2 separate regions of the Gossypium hirsutum genome follow, and region 2 is linked to region 1. Evidence: chromatin contacts called from public Hi-C data. All regions are on one chromosome and are shown on one strand. Each heading gives the region's core, a stretch centred on a gene start, on an enhancer-like site or on the middle of the called end of the contact. The rest is flanking DNA. Distances are from core to core; before and after follow the strand shown. Region 1 holds the start of LOC121215461. Region 2 has its middle 61 kb from the start of LOC107950768.

Evidence for each region. Hi-C and Micro-C count contacts between places; a contact is called where the count stands out from the background.
Region 2: a contact with region 1 is called in a Hi-C map of fibers, with 2.1 times the contacts expected there. The contact joins the enhancer-like site here to the promoter of LOC121215461 in region 1. A contact is called at or near these places in 4 of 34 Hi-C or Micro-C datasets (fibers, hypocotyl, leaf and 1 more).

Annotation. Positions count from the first base shown.
Region 1 is chrD03:34,080,370-34,086,719 of Gossypium_hirsutum_v2.1, forward strand. LOC121215461 reads right to left here and starts at 2,964. Exons shown (of 1, transcript XM_041089990.1): 1 at 2,064-2,964. The coding sequence starts at 2,786. The coding sequence ends at 2,361.
Region 2 is chrD03:34,168,709-34,175,058 of Gossypium_hirsutum_v2.1, forward strand. It overlaps the pseudogene LOC107950949. Among protein-coding and RNA genes, the nearest start is that of LOC107950768, 61 kb to the right of the region's middle. Within about 2 kb of position 3,398, at least 2 of the 9 cell types and tissues checked have an H3K27ac peak or open chromatin away from gene starts, as enhancers often do.

The sequences.
Region 1 (6,350 bases), core at 1,714-4,213:
AAACACTAAGAAAAAAGAAGAAGAAAATATGAGGCGATCGTGACCGCTACTAAATCATGTGATTATTCCAACTATAGTTAGTATCATTATCATACAAGTTAAAGTGATAGTGGGGATCATCGCATTTCTATCCATTGTTCATGTAACTAGAATTACAATAACTAAAAACAAACTTTTTAGTTCACTCAAAAAAGAATAAACGTTGTTAAGCTTAAAAAAAATAAAATATTTTCACTATAAAAATTTATGGAATAACGGTCCTTACCGTCTCGTGAAATTTTTTTCCACTATCACTATCACTATCACTACTATCAAGTTAAAAAAAAATTAATAGGTGAAATATATTTTAACGGGTATTCACAAGGGGAAAAAACTAGTTTAATGAAAAAGCTAAGAGATGAAAAAAAAGGAACCAAATTTTTTTTTTTTAAAAAAGGTGTGGGGTGAGCCCGTGACCATCTGATCACGTCGGTGGCAGGGTGTTAGCCTGGTGCCGCATGATAGCCAGGATTAGGGTTTTTATACATAGTCAGATCATGGTGTGGATTTTTGGCCCATGTCGATGTCTCTCCATAACCGCATTATTTTTCCCATCCAACATTCAAATCAAAATCAAACTCGTGTACAGACGATCACCTATCAACAGACGCTCTCAGAACCTCTGTACATGGGTCTTCAACTCTATATTTTTGACTTAATTAAGTGACATTTAGAACAGGCTCCACATCCGTTAACTCAACAAACAACCGAACTGGTTTAGTGTTCACGTTCCTTATCGAGCAATAAAGTGCAATCATTGTCTCTATGTCTTCATCATCTACACGTTTCATCTCGATAAATTTTATATTATTTGATGAAACTGGAAATTTGTAAAATAGTCTAGACATCCTCCTCGCACAACATCGAGCTATTTTTGCACTAATATTTTGTTTCATATCTTCGAGTTTTACATTCTTATTAAATCTCATTCCTATTTGCTGGTTAGATTCAAATATACAACCAACTGTTCTTTGTAAAATTACCCTTTCGAGATGAACGTATACAAATAATTAGTTATTCATCATCAATACAATATCTGGAAAAAAAAAGAAAAATAAAAAATAGCTTTTGTTTTAAAAAAATAGTAGCTCAAACTAAAAATATATATAATTACATACAAATAATTACAAACTAACCTTATAATCTCTAACTTGATGCTTGAAAAACCTGCACAAATCTTTCTTATTCTTTCTCTCTTTTTTCTCCCCTCCTACTAAACATAAATCTTCCCTTTTGTTTTCTCTCTCTCTTAAATAGACACCAAAAACATCAACAAAAACCACAACCTTCAACAAGTACAGTTTTTTTTTGCCTGGGGTGGGGTTATATGTTTTGGGTGGTGCCGCCTAACAGACTAGCAACACTCATTAAAAAATATTTACTTTTCTTTTTTTCTCCACCATGAATATCCGCATTTTTCATAGATATTTCAAAAAATACATATGAGTGCCGTTTGACATAGTAACGACACAAGAAAAAATCTTTAAAAAAAAAACACTGATGATTGGATAATTATTCGAGGAAAAAGAGTGGTGCCACTAGTTATTTAGACAATACTGATTTCCAATATAACAAATGGGTAATTTTTGTATATAAAATTGTCCAAATTTTTTTGGTAATTAATTAATATTTTAAAATTATTTATATAAAAAAACCTTGAATCGTCCATAACAAATTAGGCAAACTGTCCACTTTCTTTGGTCTAGCAATGGAATAACAAATTTATTAAATTTAATTATTGAATTAATTTATTATATTTCTAATATTCTATATGTTTTTATTTAAACTTGAATTTTTAATCTTACAATTTTATAATATTTAAAATCCATTTGCCTATAAATACACACAGATTCAATATAGCAATCGAAAATTAAATAAATACACACAGATTCAATATAGCAATCGAAAATTAAAATGGGTAACGAAATGTGTGCGATGAAGCAAATATATTTATAAAAAATATATATAAAACAATAAGGTCACTTAAAATGATTTCGAGACATTTCAGACAGTTGAAACTATAGTTTATAAATTCAAATTTTGGCATTAGTAACTAATTTATACATGAACTCATATAAAGAATTACATAGATGAATCTATTCAATTTAGATATGAGTGTCACCATATTATAAAAGAATCTGAGACCCAAACTTTTCATTGAATAAATTGTTACTAGTAATTTGTACATGAAAATGGTATCTCTTCTTCAACCTAAAATTACATATGCAGCCAATTTCTCTTTGTGAAAATTTTGAACCCCCCCCCCCGGAAGAAAAAAACCCAGAAAATTGGAACATTTTCTTTAAAGATTGCCATGCTATCTAAAACTCTTCAGGAATGCGATAAAGCACTGGAATATTACGATCAGGGCAAGGAGACACGATATTAACTCGGTTCCCTGGGAGGTCCACAAGTTCACGAGCTACATCTTTGAATTCCAGAACCCCTCCATCTTTGCATTTCGAAAGCAATCGAACAGCTTCTTCCCTTGTCATCTTCACCTTTACTCTTATATTCCTTGCTTTTGAATCAAAACCGGGGCTACTTCTCTTGATATCCTTGTGATCTTTAACTTCTAGCAATGGCTTTGTACTTGGAAAGGAATCATCGAAGTGTTTCTTGATGGGCGAATATCGATTCTTATTCAACCCATTCATGTTTATGAACTTGGATGCAGTAGTGTTGGATCCTAAAGCGATTTCATCAGAAAAAATCCAGTGGATAAAAGAAGCAACAAAGGTAAGCATTTTGTGTTTCTGGGGGAGAAAAAAGGATGGGTTTTCTTTGTTATTTAGTGATTTTGTAGTGACAATGGTGATTGCTGGTGCAAGAGCAATGAAATGCAGGGGTGAGTTTATATAGATAAAAGAAGCATGAGGGGAGGGTTAGGGAAGAGATAAGTGATTGGTGAGTGAAGGAGTGGATTATGGGCAAATGTGTGATTCTGTAACAATGACTTGGGTCAAGGCGTCAAGTGCACGACATTAGAACAAAGAAGAAAACTTGGTAACCCAAAAAATAAAAAATAAAAAATAAAAAAGAGGACAAATGAAAACTTCCGTTCGTTTCAGTCAAATTCAAGATTGACATTGACCTGTCAACACCAACTCGTGTTTCATGAATCTTAATTATAATATAATACTTAGAAACTCTTTTACGGTGGAACATAGTGCTGAAGGGTTTTTCACCAATTGAACGTATTTATAGAATGTATTCGGGTTCAAACATTTCGGTAAATAAATATTAGGCTATTGCTATTTCTCAAAAATGATTTATTTTTCTAAAAAAATTAATATTTTATTATATTTAGATGAATTTACATAAAATATTTTCTGTTATTTGATAGATTTTTTAAATATTTTATAAAAATTATTTTTAATGAAACAAACATACATTTGAGATTTTCTTATTTTTTATTGTTTAATTGAATTTATTTTTATCTATAATTTTATATTTTATATTGTTTTTACATATATTAAAAATATTATGTTAAATTCAAGTTCATTACAACGTTATTTTTTAATTACATGACTACCAAGTGAGTATTTTTTATTTAAAAATGTGATATCAATAAAATTGACAAAAAAAAATTAACAATGTCAACAATTGGACTTAATTTTCAATTTTAAAAAGTAAAGGGACTAAATTCTTAAAAATAAAAGTACAAAGATTAAATTGCAAATCTGTGAAGTGTACATAAGACTTATGACATATTTTAACCTTTATACTACAAAACATTTATTATTAATATATTTATAATTTTAATAAATATTTATTATTAAAATATTAATATTGAATATTTTTCAATAATATGTGAATAATATTATTTAAAATTATTATTTTTAAAATTTATTATTAAAATAAAATTGAAATATTAAATAATTTATTAAAATAATAAATTATATTTATTATATTAAAAATTTATTATATGATTAAATATAAATAATTAAATATGTATGTTTAATAATATTGAAAAATATAATATTTTAATAATTTTAAATAATTTAAAAATAAAAATAAAATTTATTATCAATATAATAATATTAAGCTTTATTTAAGTTAATTTTTATATAAAAATAAAATTATCTATAGAGAAGCCAGAAAATGACTTATGCTTTTCAAAAAGGGTAAATAATTTTATAGGAAAAATGGCTTATTTTTCGTTGACTTGCAACTCATTTTCCGTTGACTAAGCTATTTTTATAAATAAGTAATTATTTGATGCACGCTTTGAAGAGTTTTTTTTCTTGATAATTGAGATAGGGTTGTAGGGATGAAGTTGATACGAATTAAACCCAAGTTTTCATACCCAATAAAAATGTTTTTATAAATAAGTTAAGAGGTTGTTGACCACTTTAAAGACTTAAATTTTTATAGGTATACTTGTTGAAAATGTGATAAGTGTTTTGTTTTTTTAATTTAATTTTTTTATTATATCTTATAGAGCACACATTACCTTCTGTTGTGGAGTTTAAAAGACTACATTAAGGGATTATATTTCATGCAAGGTGAGACTTAGGCTATGTTTGATAAATTAAAAAATAAGTGTTGAAAAATAAGTGTTGTTATATAATAATTATAATAATACAAAGAGCACAAGAATAATAGATGAGAATAATTGGGATTTCTATTGCATTTCTCTTCTTTTTCATCATCATTACAAGTAGTATACTTATATATATATAGGGAGATTAGACTCCTCATTTTCTAATACATAAATAGGAAAGGGGTTACAAAAAGATGAAAGGTGAAAGGTTGATTATAATGAACATCCACTTAATAGCATTCATAACACTCCCCCTTGAATGATCATCTATAAAGGATATGCCTCATTAAAAACCTTATTAGGAAAAACCCTATGGGACAAAAACCTAGTGAAAGAAAAAAAAGTACATAATCTTTTGATACAAGTATGTCATAACTCTAAAAAAAATTGTAGTGCTAATTTACTCCCCCTCATGTAAGCATCACTTAAGATCTTTGAAACGACGCAATCCAATACTGAAAATTAACTTTTCAAATGTAGCGGTAGGGAGTGCCTAATTGAATTCTCGATTATTCTTTGCATCAGGTGAGAGGTGTTACAACAATGCATATTTTGATCCCCCTTATTTGAACATCATTTTATAACTCAAAATTGAGACATTCAATATTATTTATCAATAGTAAATTATCAACATATACAACAAATTTTGTTGATGCGTATCAATATAACAATAAAATTCAATTGCATTCTAATGTTTTAGATGTCACCAACAACTTTATAAAGCATGATGTATCGTATCATTCACTATTATCAATACAATGAGTGCATTGAACACATAAAAATGGTACTTCAGGACCATCATTTTATAACATTATTATTTGACTATTTGTATTTCCTTTTTAATATCTCCAATCTACTTGAAAAATTAGCCTAATTAATTTTGATTATATAAACACTATTGGATACTCAATAGCAATTCTTTATAATATCATTGTGTAACAATTTGTCCTTATTGAACACTCGATCTTCACGTCGAGACAAATTTTCATTTTTAGATATACTTTCATTATAAAGTTTATCTATCGAATAATTAAATCTTTTAGAAATTCTTCAGGAACTCCAATGATGTTTGATACATTAATATCAACAATGATGATAATAACCTATATTTATAAATACATTAATTAATAAAAACTCTTGAACAAAATCATATGCACATTTAATAATTTTCTCATGAAACTCGAATTTTGTGCTTCAGGCATTAATATTATCAAGTAATTCATATTAGCTTAATACAAATTCACTAGACATAAATAAATAACTTTATTTGGTGTTGCATCCACCACAAATTAATCATTTTTCATAACCAAAACCAAGTGTTTTGTGAATGTTCTTGTTACAAGTTAATTCTATATATTATGACTTGTATTTTTTTCGCTATTATGCTAATATGTACTCCTCTTGGCTTTACACCTTCTAGGTGTTTGAACTTCAAGTCCGAGATGCATTTAATAAGTTATAATAGAAGTGTCTCTTTATTTTGATGAGTTGTTCCCATATCAATGCTTTCAAATATATTTTCATTCAAGATCCTCACTTTTTCATAATATTGATGTGTTCTACGTATATTATCATCGTCGACAATAATTTCCTTTTGTCAGCTCCATCATATTTAGTTATGACTAATTGATTGAGATATCCTATTATATTCTTAATTTCAAGTACCTCAACCTATTCTGGGGTTTTATCAAAAGTTATGCATTGGGTCTCTTCATGAGTACCCGTCTTTTTTATCATGTGACTATATTCATTTCTTTCTCATTTC
Region 2 (6,350 bases), core at 2,148-4,647, 89 kb after region 1:
TAAAAGAAAGGAAATTAAAAGGAAGATGGAAATGTTAAATCCTAATTAACTACCAATCAGATTCCTAGCGTTTAGTAAAAATGTTCCCTATTGCACTCCTTAGGACTCGAACACAGGACCATACAAAATACAAATACTTAACCAGTGAACCAGTAGGCTCATTCTTAACATAGATTCACACAGAATTAGATTTAAATATGTAATTCAAGGATAAAGGTTATCTTAAAATAAAATAACAAAACTTCTAAAGATGCGGCTTGCACTCTCGACCTCAACCATATAAATAGAGCATATAACCACAGATACAGAGACTTAATTACAATAGAATCCAATAGTCAAACATTCAAATTTTTAGGGCGTTACAAAGAGTTTAAGAGAGTTGAGAGAGTTTGAAAGAAGGATGTGAATGAAAAAAAATTAAATTTAAGGGGTATTTATAGGGTCAAAATAATTTATCGTTAGGGTTTTCATTTTCTTATCATTTTGGTGCGGGCAACGATCAAAAAGTCGTTGAAGTTACCGTTGAGGGCAAGTGCGTCTAGCTGGGCGTGCTTTCTGACAGATGGCAGTAAAGCGCGCCTAGCTGGATGTGCTTTCGCATTCCCTCTCCTAAAACCGGCCTATTTCCCTAATTAAAATTAAAATCAACCTAAAGGCCTAAATAAAAAATAAAAACGGCCTAAACGCCTTATTTAGCTAGATAAAAGGGTAAAAAGAATATTTTATATTTTAAAAATTCATTTACTCTACTTTCCCTCCAATTTTGGGTAATTAAAAATTTGACATTTTGAGACAAAGCAAGAGTTACTAAACTTTCTTAGCTTTCCTTTACTTAAAAAACAAAAGAAATTATTCAAACAAGGGAAAATATCTTCCTTTCCTTTCTTTTATATGAACTCAATTCAAACATAGGGTTATTTGGTTTTTATATAAACTATTAATGAATATATTTATTACATAATTTTTTAGGCCTCTAACTGAGTTGGGGTCATGAGTCAATTGGACACTCATTCAGCTAAAAGTGACTAAAATGCCTTTTATATACAAAATAGGTTACATTATTATTAGAGTACTTTTTTATCTTTTTATATTTTATATAAAATCAATAAAAACTAAATTATAATGAGATATCACCCCATGACACAATAAATTTAAAATATTTAATTTTATCATTTTAACTAAAGCATTATTTGATTTTTATATCAATTTTTGACAAATTTATTTGTTACATAAATAATGGTGTACTTACTATTATTAAGTATACCATACTGTTATTAAGAGTGATGGAGTTTATGTCACTCGGCAATCAATTCAAATTTCGTTGTAAAATACTAAAAGCTTATTATATTGAGGATATTTATATCTATTTATATTTCGATAAATTTAAAAAGAATACACATAGATAGATCATAAGAACCAAAAGATTTGAAATCAAAATATTACTGTTTCAACTTTACCATTTCAACCAAAGAAGCATTTTATTTTTATTAAAATTTTTATAAATTTATTATGTAATTTTTTCACCCACATAATATGTGTATTATAATCTAATTTATATTAGGGTGGTGTTATGTTTTTATTATATCATGTTTAGTTTTTGGTTTTTTTTATGTGGTGTTTAATGGGTGATAACTATAATGAGAACTTTCAAAATTTAGCCATTAAATCAAAACAAATGTTCTAAGCTTTAAATTTTGTATTTATCTTACCTTATTAAAAAAAAAGCCAATAACACTTAATCTTTCTCTTCTTAGATTTTCGTTTTTGTTGATTGGAAAAATTGGTCGACCATTACAATAAAAAAAATTAGAATTTTTTTCTTGGTTGATTTCTAGTACTCGCTTTTTACTCAGCTAAGAAAAAAAATCTCAATTGTTTTAGAATGAAATGGTCGACAAATTTTTCAATCAAGAAAAACAAATACCTAATACACAAATTATTTAATTAATAACCCTACTATCTTGCTTTTCATTTCAAATTTTTTTCTCAAAAAAAAATCTTAAAGTAAAAATTATCCAAAAAAAATTCACACTAAAACTTCAATTACATGATGAAAAAAGAAGAAGAAAGAAATGGTGTATTGTTGATTTTACTTTAATAAAATAAGATAAATAGAAAATCTAAAGTTTATAAGTGTTGATTAGTTACTTGTGTATGTTTTATTAATTTTCTTTTTCCTCGTGTTTACGTATGAAAGAAAGAACATGAAAGTAATTTTGGCATTTGAAAAATCTGCAGCCAATATAAGTATAAATAAATGGAATGTAATTTTTTAAATTTTCGTTTGAATCAAAATGTGAATTCCGTGCATTAACCTGATGTTAAAGTAATCACACGTTCGAATCGTATTAATTATTCTTTCTCTTCTTTTATAATTTATCAAAAAGAAATCGTCAATAAATACAAAACGAGTTTAAAAAGTCCATTCATTTTTTGTGGTATTATAAATTTTATATCATGTGATGCGACATGAGATTGTTGATGCTCAAAATTTATGTTTTTGTAATATTTTTTTATAATTTTTACCCCTGTTTGACACCAATTAATTGGATTGCATCCGTAATTTGATTATATACAACATTCTTGGTGTGGGTTAATAAAAGTTAATGAGATATATTTAAAACATTATTCAAAAAATAACATTTAACAAGAATTAGATGTATAAATAAAACATTTGTTCACCCCAATACGAATATACCTTCTAAAAAGAAAAAGCGGCGGCAGCAGAAGAAGAAATAGAAAATTAGTTTACTCCAAAAACCCATCCCATCCAAAATCCCCGGTCGTAGGGAGCCTTTTCACCCTTTTCACTCCACGTGGCTATTCTTCTCATTCATTCTCAATATCTCTCTTCCTTTTTCTTTTTTCTGTGCGCTTATATATAACTAGGGATTTAAATAGCAGTCCGTTATTGAAATAGTGGCCGTTATATAATGATAACGGTACCGTCCAAAATTACTATTGTTGAAACCCGCTATACACCATAAGTAGTGTAAAATTCACTATGGCGATACCCGCAATAACCGCAATACCATCTCCGCAATCGCGATAAACGTAATAGAACCGAAAATGCGACCGCAACCGCAATTTAAATCCCTGTATATGACTCTCTCTTCTATTTTTTCCTTTTCATTCCATTAAACCCTTTTAATTTCAAAGAATTATTATTAGCCTTCTGTTACGCTCGCCTCTTCTCTCAGTTTCTTTTACTTTCAGTTTTTCTTTTTTGGTTTTGATTGGTTCGAATATGTCGAAGACTATTCTGGTGACCGGCGGAGCCGGTTATATCGGGAGCCACACGGTGTTGCAGTTGTTGTTAAGCCGTTACAAAACAGTGGTTGTTGATAATCTCGACAATTCCTCGGATGTTGCTCCCAAAAGAGTCAAAGAACTCGCGGTTTCGGCAGGAACCTTTCCTCTCACCAGGTTCGTTGAACGATTGAATTCACCTATTTACGGTTTTTTTTAAAGAAGAAAATTGAAGATGTGTAGTTTTGTAATTATTTTAATGCTAGACTGCTTAGTTGGTTTGCCAGAGAGAAATCTCACTTAATCTTTGAGTTTTCATTGTTAATTTGGAGTGTAATTAGTTTAAATTTGATTAATCGAATTTGCTATAGCTGGCAACGTGTTACGCTGTAAAATTTCGATCATATGATGTTTAATTCTTTTTACACAAAAAAAACTGTTGAAATAGTTGCAAATAGTAGACTAATTTCACATTTTCTTTTTTTCTTAAAATTTCTGCTTCTGTTTGCCATATTATCTATTTTTGGTGTATGTTTGATTAATGAAGGAATTCGTGAATTGATTTCCATTCAACTATGTTATTAATTTATAAGTGCTTTTAAAAGTTAAATAAGTTGAAGAGTTTAAGAGAATCGGTGAGAATATGATCTTCTTTCTACTTGTGAATTCCATATCAAATGCATTAAATGGTAATACTTAAAAATATTTGTCAAAATCTGCTTAATTAAGCAACATAATAATTTGATTAAACAGATTTAAAGTCGGTGAATATTCCTTAAATATAAAAGAATATAATAATATAGTCCGTTTGGTTTTGTTTAATGTTTCAATTGTATTATTTTATTGTCGGTTCCCAAAAAGTGTTTTTTCCCATGTCTTTTGATCTGTATTTTACCCCCCTTTTTTTTAATATACATGGAAGGACTCTTTTGAATGGGAAATGATTGGATCTATTAATTGTTTTTCTTGATAATATTTAAAAGCTTTAAACATAAAATTTTTCTTCGGTAATTAATTGTTATCTCTTTTATCATCTGGAAACTGTTGAAGGGTCTCTATTATTATGTTTTTGCTTCAATTAATATACATTGGGATTTGTCTGATATTGCCTATAAATCAAATCCATCATGTGCTGCTGTATTATTGTCCCAAAATTAACAAGAATCATTAAATCACTTAAAACATGAAGTCATTGAAGTATTAACTAAGATTTGGACCACTGGTTTCAACTGCAGGTGGACCTTCGTGATAGACCAGCCATTCAAAAAATATTTGCTCAGACAAAGTACCGTCAGGAATTTATATTATATGTTTGGTTTTTTATTGTGCCTTCTCTACTTGCTCAAATTTCTAAGGTTATTACATTATCAGATTTGATGCTGTGATTCACTTTGCTGGACTAAACGCAGTTGGTGAAAGTGTAAGTAAACCATTGCTCTATCATGACAACAATATCATTGGGACAATACTCCTGTTGGAAGTCATGGCTGCACATGGATGTAACAATGTACATTTCTTTCCCTTCCTAGTGTGTGGGATAGTGTTTGCTCTCTTTTTTCCCTTTTGGCATCTGCTATGGAAATCATTAGAACCAGAGACGAAACAGACTTCGGTTTCTTCTTGATCAAACTGTAATCACAAACATACTAGCACCTTGTTAGATTCAGTTTATGGATTGTTTTGGCTTCTTGAGTTTTAGAAGTTGACCGATCTAATATGATACATTGCAGCTTGTCTTTTCATCATCTGCTGCTGTTTATGGCTGGCCAAAGAAGGTTCCATGTACAGAAGAGTTCCCCCTGTCTGCAGTGAATCCATACGGACGAACCAAGGTATGCGATGAGCATTTAACTGCATACCATTTAGCAGCTCAAGGAAACAATGTCTTCTTTTTTATGAATCCATTATGAATACTTTGGCATTTGTCAATTAAGAATAGTGTCATCTAATCATATTTGACATGGTGGTTCAGCTTTTCATTGAAGAGATTTGCCGCGACCTCCGTAATTCTGATTCTCAATGGAAGATCATACTGCTAAGATATTTTAATCCAGTTGGTGCTCATCCCAGTGGCCACATAGGTGAGGATCCCCGGGGTACTCCAAACAATCTCATGCCTTTTGTACAACAAGTTGCTGTTGGTAGGCTGCAAGCATTGACAGTGTTTGGAAAAGATTATGCAACGAAGGATGGTACCGGGGTAAGATTTTTTCTGTATGACACCTTCTTAGGTTCCAATGAATCTTGTTTCATATTTCAGAATTCGTTTTGAGTATGTTTATGAACTGGGATATGATTTTGAGTTCTACTGAGCTTCTACCAACAACTTTCTTTGTTAATTAAGCTTGATATTGTTAATCTCGATTTCGTCTACTCCTTGACACTGTGAATCCATGTTTTAAGCAAAACCTTTCTTTCCTTGTAATGAAGTCGACCAACCCCATGAAGCTCTGGCTCCCTTTTTCACACCAAGGGAAGGGAAATTTGAAATTTAACCAACATGCTTTAGGTCTTTTGGGTTATTTTTGTAGCTTAAACATCAATATTTGTTAGTGAAATTGAGTTCAATGCTTTGATCACTTGTGACAAAGGGGCCATTTCTTGTATCTTTTCAGGTTCGTGATTACGTCCATGTTGTTGATTTAGCAGATGGCCACATTGCCGCACTAAAAAAACTATCTGATCCTAAAATAGGTATTTATATAACATAGTATACGTATTGAAGTTAAAATTCAGTAGAATTGGTCCTTATTACCTATTCAATCACAGGTTGCGAGGTATACAACTTGGGAACAGGAAAGGGAACATCAGTTTTAGAAATGGTTACAGCATTTGAAAAGGCATCCGGGAAGGTAAATGATTCCTTGTTTAGTTTTCTTTAAAATTTTTATATATTGAGTTGTACTTATTTGTTATTCATGGTATTTATTTATTACTTTTTATCAGAAAATCCCTCTTCAAATAGCCGGACGTCGATCCGGTGATTCCGAAGTCATTTATGCTTCAATAAGAAAGGCCGAGACTGAATTGAAATGGAAGTAAGAGCTTTACATACATGCAAAATTTTAAGTTTATTAATGTAGGGTCATTAACTGCTTGCA